Linked DNA regions of Mus musculus: regions 1, 2, 3, 4 and 5 are each linked to region 6. Evidence: chromatin contacts called from public HiCAR-type and promoter capture Hi-C data. All regions are on one chromosome and are shown on one strand. Each heading gives the region's core, a stretch centred on a gene start, on an enhancer-like site or on the middle of the called end of the contact. The rest is flanking DNA. Distances are from core to core; before and after follow the strand shown. Region 1 holds the start of AY074887 (cDNA sequence AY074887). Region 2 holds the start of Etfa (electron transferring flavoprotein, alpha polypeptide). Region 3 holds the start of Wdr61 (WD repeat domain 61). Region 4 holds the start of Fbxo22 (F-box protein 22). Region 5 holds the start of Ireb2 (iron responsive element binding protein 2). Region 6 holds the start of Acat1 (acetyl-Coenzyme A acetyltransferase 1).

Region 1 (4,248 bases), core at 648-3,147, 1.3 Mb after region 6:
CATGTCTCCCTTTTCTTTTCCTTTCTCGTTTCTTTTCTTTTCTTTTTTTAGAGCAAGATAATGTTTGTACTTAGAGAGTCAATTGTGAGGGTTTTTTAAGAGGCTATGGCAGCCTCTTAGCATAGACTCTGGCACATAGTAGAGGCATAATAAATAGTTACTAAATAATGGATCATATTTCAGGTTACGCACACTCAAAATATTGGTGTGGCACGCTGCTTGCCCTTCTCACAGTCAGCCATCGAGCCCTGCTGCTTTCACAAATCAGGATTTTAGGTTAACAAATCTGGAGCGGTTTTGTCTTTCCTGCTTCATTAGTTTTTCAGTAGAATATACTATACTACAATGATTATTGAATGTTATTTTACATGCACTACCTCATTTAATCCAGAACAGAATCACAAAGATATTCTGATGATTAATCTCCATTTTTAAATAAAGAAATAGAGCCTTGAAAAGCTGATTTATTGCTTTAGAAGGGAGCTCAGGCTTAGATCTTGAATTAGGTCTTTGGGCTGTTACCCCTGTTCCTAATCACTACAAAATCCCATCCTGCTGCCTTTCCTTCCTTGTTTTTACACACCCACACCCACACCCACACACATGGGGGCAGTACATGAGATCATTCACATGTGAAACACTTAGGATACTCATATTTGAGGTTTTTATTTAACTTGGCCAATCAGGACCAGAAAAATGGGCTGGAACTTGGGTCTCATTCCAAATCAGTGTTTATCCTGTTATACAATGGAACTCTGCAAGTTTCTCTTGATTGTTCTTGCTAAGAGAGATTCTCCACTAAATTCCTATTGCAAATATTGCTAATTTCTGTTTGAAATTAAATATATGCTGCATTGTATGGATATTTTACCTTTTGGTCTTTTTTTCTCTCTCTCTCTCATTTTTAAAACAGTCTCACTATATATCCCTGGCTGGCTTGGAATTTACAGGGCAAACCAGGTCCTGAGTACAGGCCAGGTCCCGTCTACATGCAACTAAATTTCTAAGCTTCCCCCTTTAAGAAACCCAGATCCAACCGTTTTGCCTACACAGAAGACAAAGGCCCTGTACATAGTCAACCCACTAGCTCTTCAACCCCCAACATAGGCACAAAAACTAGGTAAGATTGGAAAGGAGAAATGGATGAAGAGAAGTCTTTTTTTCGTTTTTTTTTTTTTTTTTTTTTTTTTTTTTTTTTTTTTCTTTTGTCCGAGACAGGGTTTCTCTGTGTACCCCTGGCTGTCCTGGAACTCACTCTGTAGACCATGCTGGCCTCGAACTCAGAAATCCGCCTGCCTCAGCCTCCCAAGTGCAGGGATTAAAGGCGTGCACCACCACTGCCCGGCGAAGAGAAGTCTTAAACTTAGAACAAAAGTTATCCCAATTAAAGAGTTGGATCTGAGAAAGGAGAAAATGAGGCTAAGAGGAAGAACAAAGGAAAAACTGTTAAGGGGCAAGACTGGAAGAGTAAACGATTTGATTTGTCTATACAGTTGCTACTCTGGCCTCCATTAGAATGGTACAGAAGAGAAAACGAAAGTGGAGTGCAAAGCGTAGGAGGAATCTGGTTCCACTCTCCACGGTATAGACGCTTCCCTCCTCCCTCCAGTCCTCCTCTAATACAGACCGCAGCCAAAGCCGAGGTTGTGCTTCTGCACAGTCCACGTGGGCAGACTGAGCCCGCCCCAGCACTGGGAGAACTTCCGCGTCCTCCCGCCCCGCCCCGCCCCCTCGCAGTCCTGCGCACGCGCGGGAGCCATATTCGCCGCGGATGCTTGGCCATCCGGGTTGGTTCTTCTCCAGCTGAGTAAAGAGGCGCTGATCTGCACCCTCACCGTCTTCCTCTGGTGAGGCTCAGTCCTTTAGGGGCCGCGGAGTCGAGGTGTCTGTCTCCCGGGCGGGGGCCATCTGCGTGGAGACCACGGCCCAGGCCCGCGGCCGCCACCGAGGAGCCGTGGGCACGATGACTTTGCACCCGCCTCCTCGGTGACCGGCCTGCCAGGGACTGGTCCCCGCCGGCCGCCGTCGGGTATCCCCGCGGGGCCTTGACGGCTCGCCTGGGCTCTGAGACCCTCCGGGCCGGTGCGAGGGGTGGGGGCGGCTGCGGCCCAGAGAGTCAATTCGGGAAAGTGGCGCTGCGGGGGAAAGTCCAAGTCTTGTAGCGCCGGCGCCAGGCGTGGAGGTAGCTGTGTTCACAGTCGAATCCGAAACCCGCCGTGGCCTCCTGGCTGCTGTGCTCAGGGCCACCTTTCTGTTTCTCCTACATGTTGGAACCGACTCCTGGCAGGTTAACTCTCCTTAGGCCTGACGACTCTTCTAAAATGTCACTTCCCGTGGTCCTTGAATCCAGCCCGTCGGTGAAGCGGTCTTAAGTAAGATAAAGGTGTTTTCTAACATCTGGGCGCGCAGACCCTTCAAATGTCTGCTTAGCTTTCCAGCCACGATGCCTTCCTTATATCCCATTTGGCAACATAGGAATTGAACTGCCATTTTTCTACTAAGGCAGAGTTTCCATTGCTGTCTTTCGAAGAAACGGAAATAAGGACCAGGTTTACCACCTAACCCCTACACCCCCAAATTTAGGACCATGTGAATTATCCACTTTGTTAACCTTTCTCAGCCTGCTCTACTTGGAATGCCCTTCCTTCACCCCTTCACAATTCTTTTTCTTTGACTTGAGGCTTTTCAACTTACCTTTGCCTCTCCCACCTCTAATTTACTCTCATTATCTGTATTGGTTTCCTAAAATCTTACTTGCTGTCGATTCTGCTTTCCCTCCCCACCCTGAATGTCTCTTCCATGTTGCTTTATAATCTTTGTCTGTCATACCTGGCTGCTAGATTCTGAGCTTTTCAGGACACCATGGTTTACCTTTATTGTGGTGGCCCAGCATCTGTATAGGTCCCAGTGGTGGTGCAGTTCATGTTAGCTGAGTGATGGTGTGGATCAAGTGGTATTAACAGTGGAAGACACTTCTTAAAATTGTGGGGGTTTTGTTATTAATGATCCTGTTTTCTTTTCACAGGAATCAACATAAAGTTCAGAAACCATGGTGAGTTCATGACACGTTTCCTTTAACTTTTGCCTGGGAACATTATGGCTTGTTTGAAGCTCACAGCCTGACATGGAAGAAAATGAAACCAAAGGGGTAGAGGGAGTTGAATGGGGTCTTCCGTCTTCTTTCCACTGAACTCAGCACCAGGGTGTCATTGTATCCAATGCATGGACATCCGGAAGTTGGCGTATGTCAGTGAACAGGCATCATCTCTGTTTTTCCTTTGCAGTCTCGAAGATATGACTCCAGGACCACAATATTTTCTCCAGAAGGTAAATTAGAAGATTTAACCTGCTCCAAAGAAGGTTGGGGCATTTTGTTGTGGTTGTTGCTTTAAGTAGTATATTTTTAGTGTTGGGGTCTAGTGTGACGTTTAGCTACACACATTTTGGAGTTGACTTCATTCCTTTGGTTCTTGGAGATAACTTGTCACCAGGTTCATTACGCCATGCATTGTGGGCGAGTAAATGCAGGGCTGTTGATGCCAGCCTACCTGTGTCATTGCTGATTTCTCTCAGATGAGTGGTGCAAGAGCGAGAGGAACCGTGGTGTCTCACTGTTTTGTAGGTCGCTTATACCAAGTGGAGTATGCCATGGAAGCCATTGGACATGCAGGCACCTGTTTGGGGATTTTAGCCAATGATGGAGTTTTGCTTGCAGCGGAGAGGCGCAACATCCACAAGCTTCTTGATGAAGTCTTCTTTTCTGAGAAAATTTATAAACTTAATGAGTAAGTGCGATCATGGGGAAGAGCTTGAACTATTGCACTTGACAGCGTACTCAGGATTTGCATATTTAAGGAGGGATCTTCTATGTGAAGTGATAGAACTGAAATGAGCAGTTTTATTATTTTTCTTGTAAAAATCTGTGTATTTGCTTTATTTTGCTTGACATCTCCTTGCAGCCCATTATATCTCAGTTCATTATGTGTATAATTCACTTGAAATGCAAAGATAAACACTTGGTGCAAAATAGCACTGTGCAGTGATAAAAGTATGTATGTATTTTCTGGCCACACAGGTTTGGTTTAAAATCTAAAGTCCATGGATACAAGGTGCTACACCTATTATCTAACTTCTTGAGGATCAGAGTGGTTATGGGAATCAAATGAAACAAAATAGTGAAATAAACTAACACAGTGCCACCGTGTAAAGCAGGGCCTCAGGATGCCCTTCAGAATGGCACGCAGGAAT
Region 2 (4,099 bases), core at 403-2,902, 1.9 Mb after region 6:
GTTGTTGTTTTTTTTCGAGACAGGGTTTCTCTGTGTATCCCTGGCTGTCCTGGAACTCACTCTGTAGACCAGGCTGGCCTCAAACTCAGAAATCCGCCTGCCTCTGCCTCCCGAGTACTGGGATTAAAGGCATGTGCCACCACGCCCGGCTGCATTCAAATCTTAAAAAAAATATTAATGACTTTAGAGACAGTACTCTACTACCCTTGACTTCTAATTTTAAAAATAGGCCAAGGTCACAATTCTTGGCAAATCACAACAAAGGTTTGGCAATGCTGCCTATGTATAAATACTGGGTACTTGGACTTTCCCCCGACTAGTTCTACAAAATCACCAAATTCTAAATTCTCCTTACCACAATTAGGCCGAGCATAAAACCTATGCACAAAATTGCTTCGCAAGTTCTGTATAGATCTTCAAGTCAGGTACTGCTGCTTGGAAACCGCCCCTCCCCCCCAAAAGCCATGGCCTTCACTTGCTTACTGATTCTTTTATTATAGAAAGGAGGTTAAAAAAATCTCGTGGGAGAAAGATGGGCTAGGATCCTGAACGATGTGTTTTAACTTTTTTTTTAACAAGGAGTGGCAACATTCAAAGTGGGGGGGGGGGAGTCTTCAAACTTCCAAGAAGCCCATAAGTTGTATCCCAGACAGAAAAAAATCTCAGTGGTGATTGGGGTAAAAGGCACTAAAATAAAAAGTACGTATAAAAGTTACAAAACGTCTGCATAACTTGCAGGCCAAGGCTGCTGATATTGCTTCTCTAGCAATCTTAATGTAAATTAGAAAAATCTACAAGCTCCTTAAATTATTGCCTTGGAACTGGTCAGCCTTCAACTGCTATTCCCTTACAGCACCCCGACAAGAAAGAAAAAAAAAGTTTTGTTTTGTTTTTTCAAGTCCTCGAAAAACAGACAAATGGTAAACTTTGTCACCACGGAAAAAGTCCCCACTACCAAGTTTCCAAGGCTACTGAGGCAACATCAGTCTGCGACTTCTCAGGACTGGATCCCAGGCGGGTACGTCCCAGCCCCTCCTCCACTCAGCCCGGTCTCACCAGCCCAGCCGCAGAGCACTCCGCCCCTGCCCTTGGCAGTGGGCGTCCAGGGCAGCCACAGGAGGCCTAGGTTTCGAACTCTTCCCCAAGAGGTTCCGCGGCGGCATCTGGCCCCTTTGGGGGGACGCAGCTCCCCTCCAGGCGAGAGAACCTAGTAGCCCCAGAGTGCCCCGCGAGAGTCAGGGCCGTGGGAACCCGGGTTGGGGCAGCGTGACCCGGAAGAGGTCAAGGGCGAAGGCTCCAGAACTTTGACCCGCGTCCCGGGCACTGCACCGACTGTCTACGCGGACGGTGGGAGTCGAGGGAGCCCGTGACCTTCGCCTGACAGGGTCAGCAGGCTGCGGCTCGGACGTCACCTGCTCGGCCCTCCCTGTCCGGACTCACCGCCCGCCGGAGCTGCCCAGGCGCCGCTGCTCGAAACATTGTCTCTGTTCTAGTCAGCCCCGCAGTACCCTCAGCCTCAGAGACCCGGAGCGCGCGGGAACCACCGCCGCCGCCACCGCCGCCGCCTCCTCTACCAGAGACCCGAACGCTCGCGAGATGCGAGCACGAGAGCTGACAGCTTAGTCCTGGACTGCGGGGGCTCGCGCTTCCCGGGAGCCCATTGGGCAGCCACGCAGCCAATGAGGAAAGCGGAAAGTTAGAGGCGGGACTTGGGAGTAGGGCAAAGGTAAGGGTGTGCGCCGAGACGCTGGCATGCGCGCCACGCCCTCCAGTTGCTTGGCTCTGTTCCCTGACGGTCTCGGACTTTCGTTGGTAACGTTGTCTGGACTAACTGCCCTGTTGTACGCAGCTTTCTTTCCACCCGCGAAGGGAACCCCCTCACTCCAGTCCTTTTCCACTCTCATTTACGCCCAGTGTCAGCGCTGCACGTGTAATGTGCCAACCAAATAGTCGCAGGTGAGGAGAATTGTAAACGTGCATTAATTAGGTGTCAGTCCTGGGGACCTTAGGAGACTCAAAACAAAACAAAACAAAAAGTTATTAATAAATAATATAAATAATTTATTTGCTACTTCCTGGGAAGGGTCTATTGAGTTGGCGATATTTGAGCTGGATTCTAGAAGGAAATGGAGATCGTACAAACTACACAGAAGGAGGCAGAATGGGATGGAGATGAACCACCCCAGCAGCCTAGGGCCAGGTTTGAGGTCCACCCAGATCTTCTCCATACTCTTCTCTGCCCTTAGTCAGACTCACTTCTATCCTCTGGCATCAGTGCCTGTGGCTGTTAAAATCTCTCTTGCTCTTTGGACCGACCAATCTACCTGCCTTCTGGGCTGCTCAGGATGTCCCAGAACTCAAGCCCTCTCAGGAGTGAATTGCACCTTTAAGAGCTAGCCCACAATAGTATTTCTTCACAATAATCTCTAGTCCCCTACAGTGAATATTTCTCTTCTTTACTCTCTTAGTTTTGTGAACCGAGTGAGAACCCATCTTATACAAGACCACGCTTGTGGAGGACTGGGACTGTGCCCACCTAAGCTGTTCGTGGGAGGGACAACTAGTATTCTGTTTACCATCACTTTCTTCTTCCAATAGAACTACCCCACTAGACTCAAATCTAAGTCCTATTGAAAAAAGAAAGAAGAGTAAGTAAAAATCAAAAGGAGTATTTTTATTTAAAAAATTTTTTAAATGAGATATGAACTACCTCCTTCCTGCCTCCATGATAAGGCAAAACACCAAAGAGGAGAGAATCCTCCCTCCTGCCATGAGATGTCTCGGGCACATCCTAGGCTCCAGCGAAGCAGCAGCAGCCATGCCCTGTAGAGGCACAGTGCCCACAGGGCATGATGGTTATGGGCAGAGCAGAGCCGGTACAAAGTAAAACACAGAAAATGGCCCAGATCTGTAACAAATCACCATACTCATTTGGAAGACAGAAGAGTGTCCTTGAAGAACTTCTGGAGGGAGGGTACAATTAGATATGTTTCTACATTTACATGTATGTCAAGTACCAGACAAATGTGCGTCTGAAGGACTGATGTTATGAAAGTGTTCCCTCTAGGTGTTTGGATGCTCTTCTTTCCCACTGAGTTATAGACATTTTGGAGGCAGAAGATGGTTTCTATTAGCTAGCCTATATATGGCTGCTTGCTATTTGTAGAAATAATTGTACAAAGAACAAAAGAAGGGGGAGAATTGCCTTCAGCTAGTCCTTGAAGTCTGACTCACTTAGGCACAGCTCCTCCAGGACTCCTGGTGGGACGGACAGTCTGCAGCTCTGGCTGCTCTTTGTCTCTTCTCTATGCTAGGATCCCCACTGAACTTGAGCTCAGCCGGTGCCTTGAGGACTGAGGACACGAGTCTCTGGCCACCAGGCCTTTCTCAAGCCAGGGTTGCCGAGCTGCATCCAGTGCCTCTTAGATCACTATTGGTCAAGATGGTAGCTTTCCTTCCTGCACACAAGTGCCCAGAGCTCCTAGATGATCGCTGTAGCTCAATAGGAGTAATCAGGTCCAAAAGACAGTCAGGACAAATGGCTAACGTGGTACCCGTTAGCATGCCAAAGTGTCTGCTGGCCTGCAGACTCACTCGGTAACTGTGGCCCCTCTCAGCCCTTCTCATCCGACTCTGTCCCCTAAACTTCTTCAGCTCATGGGCTTCTCTTCCTCCCACTTCTCATTCCTATATGGCACTGCCATTTAGCACCAGGTGTATCAAGTAAGATGACTGCTCAGATGTACGATTGAGAAGGTTTTTATTGTAGATTGAAGGAGAGTCCTGAGCAGGGAGAGAAAGTAGACTAAACATGACCAGTAGACTGAACCAGGCCATGGGAGTGGTGGCGGGTGAGAGGAAGAGAAGACAAAAGAAGAGAAGAGAAGAGAAGAGAAGAGAAGAGAACAGAACAGAACAGAACAGAACAGAACAGAACAGAACAGAAGAGAGAAGAGAGAGCACAAAGATGGGAGAGAGAAAGAGAGAGAGAACAAATATGAGAGAGGACCAAGAGAGAGGGAACCAAACAGAACCAAAAGAGTGCCAGGAGGGTAGCAGACTGAGCTTCTTTTGGACCTGACAGTACTCTTCTTACCCC
Region 3 (4,068 bases), core at 174-2,673, 1.1 Mb after region 6:
TTATGTGAGAATATAACATAATGGGAGAATATGCTAAATTTCAACTAGAAATTAACAAATATAAGAGTGTGAATTGTCTTCTAATCCATGTTCACAGCCCCTCAGTTCCATCCTCACTTAACAGGCCGTACATACAGCTCAGACATCTGGGCTCATGCTACCTGCTTCAAATATGCAAACCAAAGACTAACAAATGTTTACCAAGAACAGAAACTCAGACAGACACATGATTTCTAAATAGTCCTGGCCTAAGAGATCTTAATCAGGTGTGCTGACTTGTGACTGTTACTGATTTGTGACTCAAGAACAGGACCTTGCCCAGACTAGAAAGCTCTCCTGACAATTTGGCTCAAACAAGTTGAGACACAAACTGCATGAAGACCAGCCCTCTTAGTGATACTGCCTCCTCTCTGCCCATACGAACCTCACACTTGGCAATAGAGAAAAACGACAATTTTACAAGTAAGAAGGTTTATAGGGAGTCAACTTTTAAAAAGCTACCCTCAAAATAGGGTGTGCAGTTCCATCAGGCTGAACCTTTGAGGACGTACTGCATCAGATCCTATTTTAACTATTATACAGATTAGCTCACTGAACCTTCCTTAACGCCGTTTAGTAGGCACTCTTACTAGCTCCGTTCTTCTGGCTAGAAGAGAGAGGCTTAGAGCAGCTGACGGAAGCGTAGGTAAATACACAGTTCCTACTACTAAGACATGTCTCATGACAGGTAATTTCAGAACCAAGAGAATCCCAAGAGGCCTCTATGCCATCTCTCTCTTTAGGAAAATTTCCAGTTATCGGGGCTGGATTTAAAGGTCCTTCTTCAGGCTTCCCAGAGACTAACCCATGCGTCTATGAAAGTTTCTCAGGCACGTCTGTAACGCACCATACCACATGGTACTTGAAATAAAAGGAACTCACTCTCTGCTTAGTGTTCAATGACGTGAAGCTTGCTACCTAACAGCGTGGCTAACTACTATAGGACTGGTATTAAGAGAGTCCTCTATCTAAGGGGAAACTACTCCCCTCCCCAGAGTCCTCTATCTAAGGGGAAACTACTCCCCTCCCCACCCCGCAAAGAAGCCAACCCTCATTTCCGGGATGCACAAAACATTATCTGGGAGCAAAATTAGTCCACCTATGGGCCTTCTGTCTGCCCTTGGGACTCGTGCCTCGCGGACTAGCCAAGTTAAATAGAGTCACGAAAGCCACCCTTGGACTCCTGGAGCCTCCGTGAACAAACCTGCTGTGGTGGCCTCCAACTCTCCCGGTTCAGTCGCCCTCTCGCCCTAGTAGGCAACAGCACCAAAGACCACCATTCCCCAACTCTGCCCAGCACACCAACTCACCACCGTACAGCCAGCCGCACAGCACGCCTGACGTCAGTGGAGCACGACCGTGGCGCTCGTGGATGAGCTAACGAAGGGGCGGGGCCTCTCCTGGGATGCGGGCGGGACCGGCAGAGCGCCCCCCTGCTGCCTTGGCGTGCGGGGTTGGGGTGAGGGTGGAGCCAGGGAGAGTGGGCGGGGAGTACCTAGGGCAGCCTGCTGCTAACAGGCTTCAGAAAGCTTCTCTGATGACTTCCCGGGTTCGTTTTTTCTTCTGTTTTTTTTTCTTTCTTTTTTTTTTTTTCCCCGCTTTTTCTTCGTCCTCTTTTTCTTTCCTTCTCCTTTCCAGCCCAGCCTCGCCCCCCATCTCCCACAGCAAAAAGCTCGAAAATCATTACAATAAAGGTTTTCTAAAACAACCTAGCTCTGTAATTTTTAAAGTGCCACATTTTAATATTGTTAAAAGTTGTGTGCACGTATGGGAGTGTGCACACATGTCATGGTGTAGAAATGGAGGTCAGAAGACAACTTGAGTGTCTTAGTTGTCTCTGTCACGTGGAGCCCAGGAATGGAACCCAAGTCATCAGGCTTGAAGGCGGCCACTTTTATCTGCTGAGCCATTCCCTATATATTTTTTTTTAATAGCGCATAAATTCAAACCCAGGATGTTGCCTATGCTAGGCAAGCATGCTCCTGCTGGCCTACATCCCAGCCATCTATTTATTTATTTAGAAACAAGTTCTCAATAAATTGCCTAGGCTGGCCTATAACTTACTCTGTAACTCTGTAGCATAGGCAGTCCTTGGATTCCTGCTTCTATTGCTTCAGTCTCCAGTATCTCTAGAGTGACAGGCCTGCACTACCAGGCCTGGCTATAACTCTGTCGTTCAAACTCAAAGCCGAAAAATACCTCAGAGTGCTGTTTCAAGATGCCAAACAGAGAACTGAGAGAATTCCAGTAGAATTTGGACATTGAATTATTCGTGTGCTCTTCAGTGACTGAATAATTATGATGTGAACTCCAGATATGCTTGTTCAAAGACTATATTAAACCCCTACCTTTCACCTCTCTACTGTCAGAGCACCAAGCACATGAGGTCATTAGCATGGTCTACTGTGAAGCAAGAATAACAGGCCTCTTATGTACAATGAATGTCTTTGACATGCAATCAAGACTATGAGTCCTGCCTCAGAATAATATTTATAAATGGATCAATATCCACATAGGATTAAAGGGAAATAATTCCATCAAAATAGCCATAAATATGCAAAATAATAACACACCTACCTGAGCTCAACAGATCTAATACCGTCTGTGATTTCAAAGTATCAATACACATACACAATGCTTTGAATTATCTTCAGTGGTTGTAATAAAATAGGAACAATACTGTGGTTTGATTTAGTGACCAAGTCAATTACTGTTAATGCCTCCTGGTTTATTGTGCACATATGTGATCAAGAAAAACATCACCTTTCTGCTAGAAGTTAAGAGAAATAAAAATATAATTATTTTTCTATCAAAGTTCCTAGATCTCCTCTATGTGTGTTATAGAGCAAATCTGGGAGACAGAGTAACTGTGCATCACTGAGACATCTGTAGGAAGAGTTGTGATCTTGCAGGTCAAAAGACAATGAAAAGATTTCACAATAAAATCAAGCAAAACTGAAGACAGCGGGTGTGACAGAGCTGTGTGCCCTGTCCTGAAAGGCTCTGAAAGTATACCCAGTCCTTCTTTGGAAGGCCATGGCCCCAGGATTCTGGTTCTTCCTAAAAAATGGCTTACTGCTTTTCCAACGAGCTTGGACAGAGCAAACCCAGAGACAGGACGAAGCAAGCAGAGTGACACAGAACAGCAGTGTCACCACGCAGCCCAGAGTCACGTGTGTGTAGAAGCATTTCAGGCTCATGTCTGCCACACCTGACTCCCTCTTACAGGCTCACCACGGAGTTACAGCCTCAGTCTACACCTACAAGGACAGGGAGGTCGCCATGTGCCCAGCAGAAAGGATTGCCACTACTCCGTCAAAAAGTTGGATATATGTAAGTGACTTCCCAGAGAAGACCTAAATCAGCAGTCCAATAGCAGAGCACTATCTTCTACTCAGCAAGTGAAAGAGGGAAACTAGAGTGGGGGCGAGGGGAGGTGTGTTACATATGTCCTGCAGAGGGCGCTCGAGGTCCTCTGACTGTGGTCCTCTTTAAAACCCTTTGTTGTAAAGCCTCAGAACAGGGACTCCAGCCCACTTTTCTAATGTTTGTTCCTTTGCCCCATAGCTGACCTTCTCTTCTCTTCTCTTCTCTTCTCTTCTCTTCTCTTCTCTTCTCTTCTCTTCTCTTCTCTCTCTCTCTCTCACACACACACCTACATACCCCTACACACACATACACCTACACACACATGTGCACACACATACAAACATTAACACATACAAACACACACCATAGTCTGTAGGCTGAAGCATTTCCCATAATGCCTCTTGCCTTCTGTGGATATATCCCTCTAGGCAGCCCCTCCTTTACTCCTCCACACCCCTAGGGATGGAACTTGGGCCCCTTCTGTTTCCATATGGGGCACATAAGGACTTAAGCTCTAAGCCAAAATGCCTGTGTTTATTCTAAGATAGTTAAGTTTTATTTCCTTATGGTGACATCTCTAAAATAGGGATTGTAATAGAAATTTCTCACTGGGGCTGATATAAGAATTTTTAAAAATATCCACAGCATGGTAGTCCTGCA
Region 4 (3,818 bases), core at 496-2,995, 1.6 Mb after region 6:
CTCTTGATTCTGTTGGTTAAGAGGGCAGAAAAGATATCTGGTATTCTTGGTCACTTGGTTACCCTAAATATATGATTGCCAGTGGCTCAGATGACAAGTGACAAGACAGAATTCTTCAACACATTATTAAGTTCCTTATGCCTAAGGCAAAATCTTGAATACATTATTGAATTCTAATTTCCTAATGGCTAGCAGATTGACAGCTGCACATTTGGCATGCTTTGGGGTTGGGTTTTTTTTTTTTTTTGATTTTATTTTTCATTGCAGATTTATTTGGCAATGTACAGTAAATTTTGTAAACTTGCATCAAGTTTATGAATAAAGAACCATTTAAAAATCAGTTTGTCACCTTTCCCTCTTATGAGATGCTATAATTCAGGCGTCTATAGGCTCTATATTGAATTTCTAGTGTAGGCTGTTTAAAGAGAAGATGGGGTGTGGGGAGGTTTCAGAAGTGGAGATGAAGATACTGAGAGGGATAGGGAACCTAGAATTGGTGTGTACACACATAGTGTATTCAGTTTTTCTTTAACCATTCCCTTACTGCGTTCTTTAAATTCAAATACATGTGGGTTTCTAGTGCTGTTTTAATTAATGTCTCTAATGTTCTTAGGGTACTATTAGCACAGTTCCTCTTGTACACTCAAGGCCTCTATACACACCACTATCTGTAGATCTCATCAGAATCTCAGCAGAAGGAAAGCCTTTTCTTTCCTTGACTGAAATTCCTGTGCCAGTTTCATGTTTGGTTTGAATGTTATGTCTCCATGTACAGCCTCCCTACTTCATTCAGAAACAGTTGTTTTTTCTGAAGGTTGCCTTAGCTGAGGAAATGTTCAGAAGTCCTCCTCTTAAACATACTGACCCTTGGTGTTCATTCCCTAGTCGTCATAACATGTTCCCGCACCCCACCCCCACCCCAACCAGTGCCTGGTGAGAAGAGTGGAGCCACAGAGCAGTTTGGAAGTTCTAGAAGTAGGATTTAGGGCTCCTGGAGAGCCCAGAGCTGCTGGGGTTTTTTATTAACGGGAAGCATTGAAGTTTTCACACATTCCCAGTGTATCGTGGTGTTTTGGAGACTGTATGATGCGTCCATGTTTGCTACTTAAGTCTTAAGGTTTCCAGAGTAAAGTGGCTGCTGCTTGTTGAGGGCTTGTTCATGTTTTTTTGTGTTATCTTACATATTTTGCAGTAGGGTCTAGATTGTTTTCGGCTTTTGACCCTCCTGCCTCCAGCTTGCTAGATGCAAACATGCATCATCTTGTCCAGCTCAAAATGTTCTAATGGGTTATCACAGTGTAAAAGATCTAGAAGCCAAAACAAGAAGCACCAGGTCAGGCCAAGTAGCTGGGGACAAAGTGCCCCTCAGTCAGGAGACAACCTATTCAGTTGAAATGAAGCAGCCTCTACTGTTCTTTCATTTGTGGTTCGGGAATGTATGGTGTTGGGCTTCATCCCCTGTGATTCTGTATGTAGCCCTGCAGGGAAGAGCCAGCAGGAGCCAAAGAATAATGGCTCCTGTGTGAAAATATCTATCTGGTTTGGCATGTGCTTTCTGTAGCAATTAATAGTGCCAAAGAATGGCGAGTGCTATTTATGTCTACTCGCTTAAAACTTAAGACCTAACGAGTTAACCAGATTGACCAAATAGTGTTTGCAGCCGGCTTAAACGCCAGGCTGCCTCCGGTCCCTTCCGGGCGGAACTGTGCAGGCCGGTGCACCGCCGCAGCGGCGTGTCCAGTACCGGAAGCGGCCCACCGGAAGTGGCGCGCGCCTGCTCAGGGAGCTCGGGTTGTAGGTGGTGCGCCGGCCGCTCCGGTACCCCTGAGACTCTGTAGGGCCTTCGGGCCGGTAGGCGAGGAATGGAGCCGGCAGGCGGCGGTGGCGGCGTCTCCTCCTCCACAGATCCGCGAAGCACCTACGTGCTGAGTAACCTTGCGGAGGTGGTGGAGCGTGTGTTTACCTTCCTGCCGGCCAAAGCGCTGCTTCGGGTAGCCGGGTGAGGGCGAATGGGGCGGGAGGAGACCTTCGTCCCGGAGGGTGGCGGGGTCGCCTCTGCCGGGACCTCTGCCCGGGTTTCCTAGTGCTTAGCTGGCGCTGCGAGGCTGCTGACGGTGGGAACCGGCCGCCCGGCGGCAACCCTTTGTGCTTTTGCATCCCCAGAGTATGCCGCCTGTGGAGGGAGTGTGTACGCAGAGTGCTGCGGACCCATCGCAGCGTGACCTGGATCTCCGCGGGTGTGGCTGAAGCGGGCCACCTGGAGGGACATTGCTTGGTGCGCGTGGTAGCTGAGGCGCTTGAGGCAAGTATGGAGTTATGCGTTGGACAGTCACTTGCAGGACTGGTGGGCCATCTTGGAGAACTTTTTAAAAAATCAAGATTGTGATACATATCCTTGCTTTCGTTAACTCGGAGAACCTATGCTCGTATTCTGGCTTTTGTAGTAAACGTCAGGTTTTGTAGGGGCGTACTGCGGTTTAGTCATTATTAGATGTTGGGCAATTGAAGTATCCAGGTGTCCACTATTACAAGGCCGTACAGAGCCTTCCTTAACTTGCCTCAATTTTGCAATGAAGGTGTTGGGTATCGCTTGCCCAGGGTCTCACACTAGAACCGGAAGAACTAAAACTTCTACCTAAATACGTAAACCACATTCCTTTTCTCATTTTTGTCCCTGGATCCAGGAGAGTCAGTGTTCAGGGAGGTGAAGACAGATTATAGAGCTGATAGATAGTGAATCTCCAGTATCTCACTGAGTGGCAGGGGCCCTCGTGAGGAAATTGCCAATTTGATGCCCTATTATCGCTTAGTATGTATAATAGGCAAATAGGAATGTTCTACTTAACCACAATATAGTCTCCACATTGGGAAGTTATCATTGATGTATGTGTCGATTCTTTTGGTGTTGAGTTTGGTTTTCAACTTGATCCAGAAAGAGGGAACTCAAGTTAAGTGCCTGCCAAAGATTGACCCGTGGACAAATCTGTAGGCCACTCTCTTGATTAATGTTTGGTGTGGGAGCCAAAGTGCCCCAGTGCTTTTCTTAAGAGCAGAAGGATTTGATTCTGTTCCCAATGAGTAACTGAAAGGCGCGCTCCTTTGGTTTGTATGTTTCTCCAACCTGACTTTCTGTACCAGCCCCAACACTTAAGAAAATTCAAGGCACAAGTTGAGTGTGACTGGGATTTATTAGATTTTTTTATCCCATTACCTTAAATTCCTTGATTTAAGAGGTGTCTGCCAGAAACTTCTGCCTTTAAATTTTCTGTCCTGTTGCAGTTAATAAGTATTTGTCTGTAGAGAAGCTTTGAAACTTACTTTTCATTCTCTTCCACTTTGTTCACACAGCACTCATACATACGCTTGGTCTCTTGTGTAGAGCTGTACCTGTTACTGTTAGACTCTCCTTGGTACTCACACAGTCTTTGTGTGGCTAGTGAGCACTCAAGCCAGTTTTATTGTCTCTTAGGGATGACCTTTCTTTTGGCACCAGTTGTCTTCAGCTTGTATTTCACCTGCTTCATTCAAGAACTTAGTAGTTTCACTAATAGTCTTGGTTTCTTTTAGTGGAGAATGGTATTTAATTTAGACTCTAAGGTCAGTACTGTGTAAGTCTACTCACTGTTTTAAGGGTTTGCTTCCTCTAGCCTAGACAGGAATATGTGTGTATGTATATGCATATGCAATTGTTCTTTGGTATTGTCAGGGTAGTCGATGCACCATATTGAATTCCACAGCTGCTCAAGTTCCTTATAAAGTGGTATAGTATTCTGTTAACCTATATTGCCCACCCTTATTTAAATTCAAATTTCTAGATT
Region 5 (4,221 bases), core at 586-3,085, 1.3 Mb after region 6:
TGCCTCTGCCTCCTGAGTGCTGGGATTAAAGGCATGTACCACCACGCCCAGCTAGTGCTAAATTTCTTGAATTTAACTGTTGTAGTGTGGTTGTATGAGAGACTGTCCTGGGGGGATGGAGAGATTGCTTAGCAATTAAGGCCATTTGTGCTCTTGTAGAAGACTTCAGTTCAACCCCCAGAACCACAACAAACGAATTTTCAAAAGCTCAAACTAGTGAAAACCATGAGATTTGAGAGATAGGTTGGTAATTAGGATGATTCAACACCCTCTTCTGGCCTCCTTGGGCACCTGCACACACATGACATACACTAACATTGAGATACACATATAAATAAATCTTTAAAACATAAAAAGAAAAGCCCAAGTCTTGAAAGAGTGAGTAAGGGTTAGCCAACGGTGTACAGGAGTGTTGTTTCAAGAGAAGCAGAACTATTCAGTTCAGCCTCGTGAACAATGAAGTTATACGTGAGCTCTTGCTTCCATCTGAATGCATCGCAAATCCAGACTCAGTTTCTTGGTATGTGAGTTTGGTTACTGTGTCCTTCCTAGTTTGTTTCAGTTTCATGGAGATGATTTCGAGAATAGTCATGCCCTTGAGACTTTCTGAGAAGACTGTCACAGTTGTTAAGGTCAGGAAGCCAGTGGATCAAGTGGACTTCTAAACAGTAATGGAAGAGAGGAGCCAAGGATAGCGTGCTGGTATGTGCTTAGGCGGTGGCATTCGCTGGTGTAGGTGACAGACACATAAGGACTCAGTCACTGGCTTGGGTGGCAGTGGTTGTGGTGGTGGTTTTGCATAGGAGATGCCTGTGGTAACAAGCGTTAGGATATATTCCTCTAAGCTTAGGAGATGGGTTTGAGTTGTAGGTAGGCTAGAGAGCATCAGCTTATGAACGGATAGCTGGAGCCAATAGACAGATGAATGAGCCAGAGGAAATGAAATCTGGTGCAAAGCTCATGTCACGAGATAGAGTTAATGACAGTACACTTAATAGCTGGGCAGAGAAAGGCCCTGGTAGAGGAGACTGGGATGAAGCAGGCTTGGAGGCCAGGAAGTACAGAATAGTTTTGGAATTATGGAAGCTAATACAGTTTGTCTTAGCAAACATACTAAACAAACAGTTAAAGCAAGAGCTGGGGTATTAGCAAATAGTTATGCCTACCTTTATCACAGGCATTTTTGGAAGTGGAAACCAGTCTGAGAAGGGATAGGAGTGGGGAAGAAAAGGGCAAACCAGACAACTCCAAAGAGTCCGCTAACCAAAAGACAAGACAGGGAAGACATAAGGACTCTCCCTGGCGGGGCCAGAGAGAAACTTAGGACACCATCACGTTTAACTGCTCCTGGGAAGAGAAAGGTTGAAGTTATAGGAAAGTATGGACATTTTAATTCATTCAATTAGTCGATTGCCTATGTGTCCCATTAACCCGGCCTTGTTCTCTTGAGAATGCACGAGTGGGCGCCTCATTACATCACGGCTTAACACAAGGCTTTACCATGCAGGGAGAACTTGAGTCCCAATCCTGGCTCTTTCCTACAAGACAGTCCTGCAGACATCGCGGGACCTCAAAACCTCACGGTATACTTTTGGGCCCACAAGAAAGTAACGGAACCTATGGCGTCCCGTTGTCAAAGTTACTAACCTCCCAGGGTTCCGCCCCCCCACCTCCAGCTCTGGAGAACAACAGAGGCTGCGCAGAGACCCGCCTACCCGCTGGCTCCGCCCCGCTCTTTCTTTGTTTCGCCGGTCCGAGGATCTCGCGAGAGTTAGCCGGCAAATCCCGCGAGCGCGGACCCCGGGCCAGCTCTGCGGCTCTCGCGGTGCCTGCGCGAGACTGCTTCCTTCCTCCTTTCCCCTGCCCGTCCGCCCGTCTTCCTCCCTCTCTTCCCGGCCTGGCCTCCCCCTCCTTCCCCCGCTGGCCCCCTCCCCGCAGGGATAATATGGTCTCCGGCGATGGACTCCCCAAGTGCAGGTCAGTTCCCGGCCGCCGCCTTAGCGTTGGCGGCTGGTGGCGTGCGCTGCTGTACATCCGTGGCCCTCGCTGTGCTCTGCTTACGGTCACCCGGGGGGGCGGTCGGGCCCTCAGGGCTTGGTCGTTCTCTCCCCTCGGGGCGGAGGCCGCGAAGGCCGGGCGTCCCCGCCCGCGCGTCCCGCTCTTCAGCGGAGCGCTAATTCCGCCCCTGGCCGGGGCCCGCTGCTTGTTGGCTGCAGCCTCCAGGCCCCCAGGAGGAACTGCTGGGGCAGGGACAAGCCCACGTCTTTCTCTGCCCGCCCCCCTTTTGTGAGCATTGAGTGTCGGAAGACCTGGCTCCCTTGTTTGGCTTTCACTCTGCTGGCTGATCCTTCTACCCAGCATCCTGGGATCTCCCTTTCTTTGCTCCTGGAAGTGGAGGGGCTGTCGAGGCTGAACGTTAGCCGGTTCCCAGATCATTTGTTGCAGTCTCCTCCCCCATCCACCTCCCTCCACAAAAGAAAAACACTGTTCTTTCTGAATGGACTGTGCTTGTCTTTTCTGGTTTTGGAAGAAGATCTTAGAGCAATGTTTAAGGGTCTCACCCATCCAAGTAATGAGGCCGCATAATGAATTTTTATCTACCTCACCCTTTCTCACAACACTGAGAGTGGGGGCATATTCAATTAGTGCATAACCATTAAGGGTATATCTCTTAGTAGAATCTAATGTGCCAGTTTACCTAGATATTTTGATGGTCACTTTAAAAATCATCTTTAGTGTTCTGTTGTTGGATTTTTAATTGCCTTTTGAACCTCTAACAATGGTTTTGTCAAAGCATTATCTCTGTACTTAAGCATGTTCAGGGCACGATTTCTGAATGCTTGTACATCATTTAAACCATTCTTATGGTCTCTTTGCAGACATTTAACATTTCTAAGATTGAAAAGCCATTGGGTGGGTAATGCTGTAATCCCAGCATTCAGGAGACAGAATGGGCGATTATTGCCTCTACTTGCAGGCTCTCCTGGGTTGCCCAGTGAGGTTAAGTCCACTCTGGGATACAGTGACAACACCCTGTGTCAACAGGCAAGGTAGAAAGCTGTCTGTCTCACTAGTTTCTGTTTGACAAGAGTCGAGGTTTAGAATTGTCCCCTTGCAGTCCCGTGGAGACGAGTCTTGTGTCTGTGGTATGGGACAGTCAGCACCTCCATCACTGCCTCCATGGTTCAAGGTGGCCCTCGTAGCTGCCCCGCAGGGTAATGCAAATGTGCAATATTCCCATCAGCTTTCCATCACACACAGAGTTCTGCTGAGCAAAAGTTTGGGTGTTTTCTCTTTGAATAAGGTTCTTGGTAACTGTAGTTAATGTACTTAATGTATTTGATGGAATGTATTTAATGAAAGGCATTTGTTCTTTTTCTTCTCCAGGATACACCTTTGAGTACCTTATTGAAACATTAAATGGCAATTCACAGAAGAAGTTCTTCAATGTACCTAAACTTGGCGGCACCAAGTATGGTAATGTTGCTTTACGTTTTTCGTGGGCTTAGTTTCTAGTAGTTACAGTGCATTGGTCAAGGTGAGCAGAAGACATTTTATAAAACTTCCTTTGGGACTTTTGGTTGAGAACAATAGAAACCATACCTCGATTTCTTCTTTAAACTTTTAGTTAATTAGATGCTGCCTCTCCTCCCCTCCCCCCAGAAGCTAATCTTATTTTTAAAAGAGAACATCATAATCTATAGTGACTGAATGTGTGTGTTAACTTTTTCAATGGTCAGTGCCTCTGGTTATTGTTTTGTTTTTGTTTTTTTCAGGACAGGGTTTCTCTGTAGAATGTGACTGTCCTGTCATCCACTCTGTAGACCAGGCTGGTCTCATACTCAAAGATCTATCTGTTATTGCCTTCCAAGTGCTAAGATCAAAGGCAGGGACCGCTACTGCTTAGAGCCTCTGATTATTCTTTAAAAATATTTATCATCTTTAAATAGAATCATCAACTGAGCCCACTGGTTCAAATTGTTCTTCACTGCTAGGCTTGATTCTCTGACACTTTGGTAAACGTTTTCACATTCCTCATCGGGGTCAAACCTTTCATCGCATTCTCAGAAAAATGAACGTGCTTAACCTGGCCATTGGATGGATGGAGTCTTAACTTTGATTTTCAGTTGTCTTTTGTTTTGAGACATGGTCTCCTAAGTGGCCCAGGGTGGCCTTGAACTGTCATTTCTGTCTCAGTGCTGCAGTGGGAAGAAGGTCCCA
Region 6 (3,978 bases), core at 197-2,696:
GGAAGGGTCAGAAGGAAAAAGGCACACGAGTCTTTCTTGGGAACACTTTTTTTTTTTTATGCATATGAGTACACTGTAGCTGTCTTCAGACACACCAGAAGAAGGCATCAGATTCCTTTTTTTACAGATGGTTGTGAGGCACCATGTGGTTGCTGGGAATTGAACTCAGGACCTTTGGAAGAACAGTCAGTGCTCTTAACCACAGAGCCATCTCTCCAGCCCCGGGAACACTTATTTTACGAGTGAGGTTCTGCCCATCTCCAGATGAGAAAATAGACTATCCCTCTGGCTTTCCTATTACTGCAGTCACCCAGTACTTATTGTTTTTTTATCTTTCGGAGACTGGGTATCTCCAAATTGCCCACGTGGGTTGAAATCCTTGATCTCAAGCTCCTCTTGCCCGAGCAGCAACTCAAGTAAGATTCATTTTATAGTTTGTTTGCCCTCAGCTTCCAGCTCCAAGCCTCGGGCCCTCAATTATTCTTTCACAATCTCTTGCAGAGCAATGCTCTCTTTCAGCTCCTATTGCCAGAACTACCCGTTTCGGCGAACCCTGATTTTCTCAGAAACAAAACCACGCAAACCTAACTCCAGACTCTTAAAGACTGACCGACAAAGTCTAGAATGTCACCTTTGGAAAGTACAAAGTGTTCGCCGAACACAACCATCAGAAGCGAGGCACTCACTTCAAATAAAAATTATTTCTTGTACTGTCTCAGTAGCCATCTTGTTAGTTTTAAGACAATCTTCTGATTGCCATATAGTGCCTGAGCTCTGATTAAGACAATTAATTAAACCAATGATTAGCCAGGTGGTGGTTCATGCCTTTAATCCCAGCACTCTGCAGGTGGAGGAAGACCAATGAGCTCGAAGCCAGCCTGATCTTGAGAGAGAGAGAGAGAGAGAGAGAGAGAGAGAGAGAGAGAGAGAGCGTTCCAGGGCAGCAAGGGTTCCACAGAAAAACCAGTGGAACAAAATACAAACCAAACCCCAAAACTCAAACCAATCAAACAAAAAAACAAGGAAAAGGAAATCACAAGGTCACAAAAACGTCTTAGAAACTCCTGGGCCTACAGAGAGACTCAGCTCTCTGCAGTCTGGGATCGCGCCTGGTCAGGCCCAAGCTTTGCTGCACAGCTGATGCGGAGCGTGACAGTAGCACAGACTGACAGGTGGACTGACACACGACGGCGCAGGCACTCGATCCCCAAGGCGCTGGTGCTGAGCGCTGTGGCCCACGAGGACGGACCTCGCGGGCGGCTGGTGGGCTCCCCGATCCCGGCCCACCCCCGGAATCGACCCTGCTCACCTGCAGCAGCCCGCGAAGCAGAGGCCTGCGGACGACGCCGTGCAGAGCCACCAGGGCAGCCATGGAGACGCGAAAGGCTGTCAAGGGCAGAGAGACGCGCCGCGGCCTCCACTTCCCCACCGCAGAGCTTGCGACGTCGTGGCGGGCACCGCCCCGACCCTCTCCTCCAATAGCAGTCCAAGATCGCTGCGCTTGGCGGCGATTGGCCCGTAGCCAGAGGGCGGGGCCTGGCGCTTGGCCCGAGGACTGAGCTGAGGCTCTCCTGGACCAAAAAAAAAAAAAAAAAAAAAAAAAAAAAAGGACTAATGACCACGTGGCTTGACACCTAGGTGGTGCACGCTAAACTGTTGATTGTTGATGCCAGTTGTTTCTGCCTCCAGATGCCTGTAGTTTTCGTGCAGTCCGAGACTTTCCATTCACTTTGCCGTGCCTGATCAGGTGACTGTATTACCCAGACAAAGGATGTTGGTAAATGTTTCCAGCAATTCCCATTATATTCATTTATAATACAAATAAACCAATTTCTTACGTTAAAAGAATGTTGAAGTTGTTTTTCTGTAGGATGCTAAGTAAAATACATATTACTATCTAAACTTCACTGAGTAATAATAAGATTACATCAACTTTCAAAGAAACTCCCCGCAGGCTGGGTGTGATGGGACACACTCAGGAAAGAGGCAGGTGGATCTCTATGAGTTCGACGCCAGCCTGGTCCACATAGCGAGTCCCTGAACAACTAAAACTACAGACGGAGACCCTGTCTCCAAATAATTAAAACAAAACAGAAACAGTGCATTAACTGATATTACATGATAATTCTCACATTTGTGTAACCCATTGCTAAGGCTAGTTGGAGGATTGTTTTGCTTAGGTTTTGTTTGGTTAGTTTTTAGATAGGGTCCCACGGTGTAGCTCTGGCTATCCTGGAATTCACTATGTAGACCAGGATGGTCTTGAGCTCACAGAGATCTTTCTGTCTTTGCCTCCCTAGTGCTGGTATTAAAAGCACTATGCCAGGCCATTTGCTGACTTTGAATCTTCAGTTGGGGATAGCAGATCTTTCTGCTTGTGACATTAATTTTCCTTGATGTAAAACAAAAGGCACAACATACAAATTGAACAATTTACTTCAAGTCGACTTGTTTCATGTAATTGTGTGCACTCCTGTGTAGGCCAAGGGTAAACCTCAGATAACTCCCTCTGAGACTCTCTGCTGCTTTTTGTTTGGTGTTTTTTGTTTTGTTTTGTTTTTGTTTGTTTTGTGAGACAGGGTCTATCTCTCCTTGCACTAGAATGGCTGGCTAATAAGCCACCATCTCTACTCCTTCAACCCTATCCACCCATCCATGGAACTGGGGCTACAATCAAGGGCCACCACGCCTAGCTCTTTACATGGATGATGCTCTAAACGCTTTCTTGTGATGCAAACACTTTGCACACTGAATCATCTTCCCAGACCCTTTTGGGGTAAAGTGTGTGTATGTGTATATGCACCTTTGTGTATCTGCACCAAGTGCATACAGGCGCCTGAAGAGGACAGTAGAGGGCGTCAAAACTCCTAAAACTGAAGTTGTAGGTAGTTGGGAACTGTCTGTTGTGTTCTGAGAGCTGAACCCAGGTCCTTTCTAAGAGCTGATAGTATTTTTAACTGCTGAACCATAAGCCCCACTTTTGTTTTGTTTTTCAAGTTAGAGTCTCATGTAGCCTAGGATGCACTCAATCCCACTAGGTAGTCAAAGATGACCTTGAAGTTCTACTCCTCCAATGTCCACCTTTAGATTGCTGGCAACAGAGGTGGGTATTGATCCCAGGTCTTCATATAATCTAGGCAAGTATACTAAGCTATCTCTTCACTATGAAGCCTACCGTTTCCTTGCATGGTGGGGGTGTGCCTTCCTCATTAAGATACTCACTATATCAAAATGTCTTGGGTGATTGGCAAAGCTTTGGGATGGGCTTCTATAAGAAGCCTACACATCTTCAACATGGTTTTTGTTTTGTTGGGGTAGTTTTGGCTTGTCTGTTTGTTTTGGAATGTAATTGGCAAAGGAGGGATGAATGTCCCACAGCGTGAATGTGGAGGTCAGAACACTCGCTGGAGTAGACGCTCTCTCTTCATAACATAGGGCCCTGGGATCAAACTCAGGTGACAGGATTGGTAGCAAGGTCCTTCACCCACTGAGCCATCTGTGCTGGGCATGGTGGTGAACACCTTTAATCACAGCATTTGGGGGGCAAAGGCAGGTTGATCAGAGTTCCAGGACAGCCACAGCTATCAGACACAAAAATCATCTTACTTACTACTTCAATCTCATTGTTATGTGTGTTCTTTTTAGTTTTAGCAGGCTATAATTGCCTATAAATTTATTTTTTCTAGATTTTCAAATTTGATGGAATATAAGGATTCAAAGTGGTCGAGACGCTAATGTTCATTGTAATTTTTTTCTGCTCTAATTTTATTAATTTGTATTTTTGTATTTTGGCTAATTCAGCTGGAGGTTGTCATTCTTGTTTTTTTTTTTTTTTTTTCCCCCAAAAAGCTATTGCATTGGTTCTTTGTTTACAGCCATTAGATTTGGGGGGGGGGGGTTGGCTTTTTTCTGAGACAAGGTTTTGTCTCAAGGCCCTAATTGGCCTGGAACTCACTGTAGTCCAGGCTAGCTTTGACC

Evidence for each region. Promoter capture Hi-C pulls out the DNA fragments that hold promoters and counts their contacts. HiCAR-type assays count read pairs that join an accessible place to other places.
Region 1: a contact with region 6 is called in a promoter capture Hi-C map of erythroid cells, with 15 times the contacts expected there. The contact joins the promoter of AY074887 here to the promoter of Acat1 in region 6. A contact is called at or near these places in 3 of 39 promoter capture datasets (erythroid cells, liver and pre-B cells) and 1 of 484 Hi-C or Micro-C datasets (B cells).
Region 2: a contact with region 6 is called in a promoter capture Hi-C map of erythroid cells, with 23 times the contacts expected there. The contact joins the promoter of Etfa here to the promoter of Acat1 in region 6. A contact is called at or near these places in 2 of 39 promoter capture datasets (erythroid cells and pre-B cells) and 1 of 484 Hi-C or Micro-C datasets (liver).
Region 3: a contact with region 6 is called in a HiCAR-type map of astrocytes, with 2.9 times the contacts expected there. The contact joins the promoter of Wdr61 here to the promoter of Acat1 in region 6. A contact is called at or near these places in 3 of 39 promoter capture datasets (erythroid cells, liver and pre-B cells), 1 of 484 Hi-C or Micro-C datasets (pre-B cells) and 1 of 115 datasets of contacts at active chromatin or transcription factors (astrocytes).
Region 4: a contact with region 6 is called in a promoter capture Hi-C map of erythroid cells, with 15 times the contacts expected there. The contact joins the promoter of Fbxo22 here to the promoter of Acat1 in region 6. A contact is called at or near these places in 3 of 39 promoter capture datasets (erythroid cells, liver and pre-B cells).
Region 5: a promoter capture Hi-C map of pre-B cells shows a contact between it and region 6, with 3 times the contacts expected there. The contact joins the promoter of Ireb2 here to the promoter of Acat1 in region 6. A contact is called at or near these places in 4 of 39 promoter capture datasets (the 3T3-L1 cell line, erythroid cells, liver and 1 more).

Annotation. Positions count from the first base shown.
Region 1 is chr9:54,949,057-54,953,304 of GRCm38.p6, forward strand. It overlaps AY074887 (cDNA sequence AY074887), which reads right to left and starts at 1,898. Exons shown (of 1, transcript NM_145229.2): 1 at 1,188-1,898. The coding sequence starts at 1,783. The coding sequence ends at 1,385. Hykk (hydroxylysine kinase 1) reads left to right here. Exons shown (of 5, transcript NM_177351.4): 5 at 1-868. Psma4 (proteasome subunit alpha 4) reads left to right here and starts at 1,803. Exons shown (of 9, transcript NM_011966.3): 1 at 1,803-1,847; 2 at 3,026-3,052; 3 at 3,285-3,327; 4 at 3,623-3,785. The coding sequence starts at 3,050.
Region 2 is chr9:55,510,591-55,514,689 of GRCm38.p6, forward strand. It overlaps Etfa (electron transferring flavoprotein, alpha polypeptide), which reads right to left and starts at 1,653. Exons shown (of 12, transcript NM_145615.4): 1 at 1,441-1,653. The coding sequence starts at 1,479.
Region 3 is chr9:54,733,126-54,737,193 of GRCm38.p6, forward strand. Wdr61 (WD repeat domain 61) reads right to left here and starts at 1,424. Exons shown (of 11, transcript NM_023191.3): 1 at 1,350-1,424.
Region 4 is chr9:55,207,190-55,211,007 of GRCm38.p6, forward strand. It overlaps Fbxo22 (F-box protein 22), which reads left to right and starts at 1,746. Exons shown (of 7, transcript NM_028049.2): 1 at 1,746-1,999; 2 at 2,164-2,302. The coding sequence starts at 1,863. Ube2q2 (ubiquitin-conjugating enzyme E2Q family member 2) reads left to right here. Exons shown (of 13, transcript NM_180600.3): 13 at 1-340.
Region 5 is chr9:54,861,920-54,866,140 of GRCm38.p6, forward strand. It overlaps Ireb2 (iron responsive element binding protein 2), which reads left to right and starts at 1,836. Exons shown (of 22, transcript NM_022655.3): 1 at 1,836-1,977; 2 at 3,388-3,477. The coding sequence starts at 1,959.
Region 6 is chr9:53,608,904-53,612,881 of GRCm38.p6, forward strand. Acat1 (acetyl-Coenzyme A acetyltransferase 1) reads right to left here and starts at 1,447. Exons shown (of 12, transcript NM_144784.3): 1 at 1,310-1,447. The coding sequence starts at 1,372.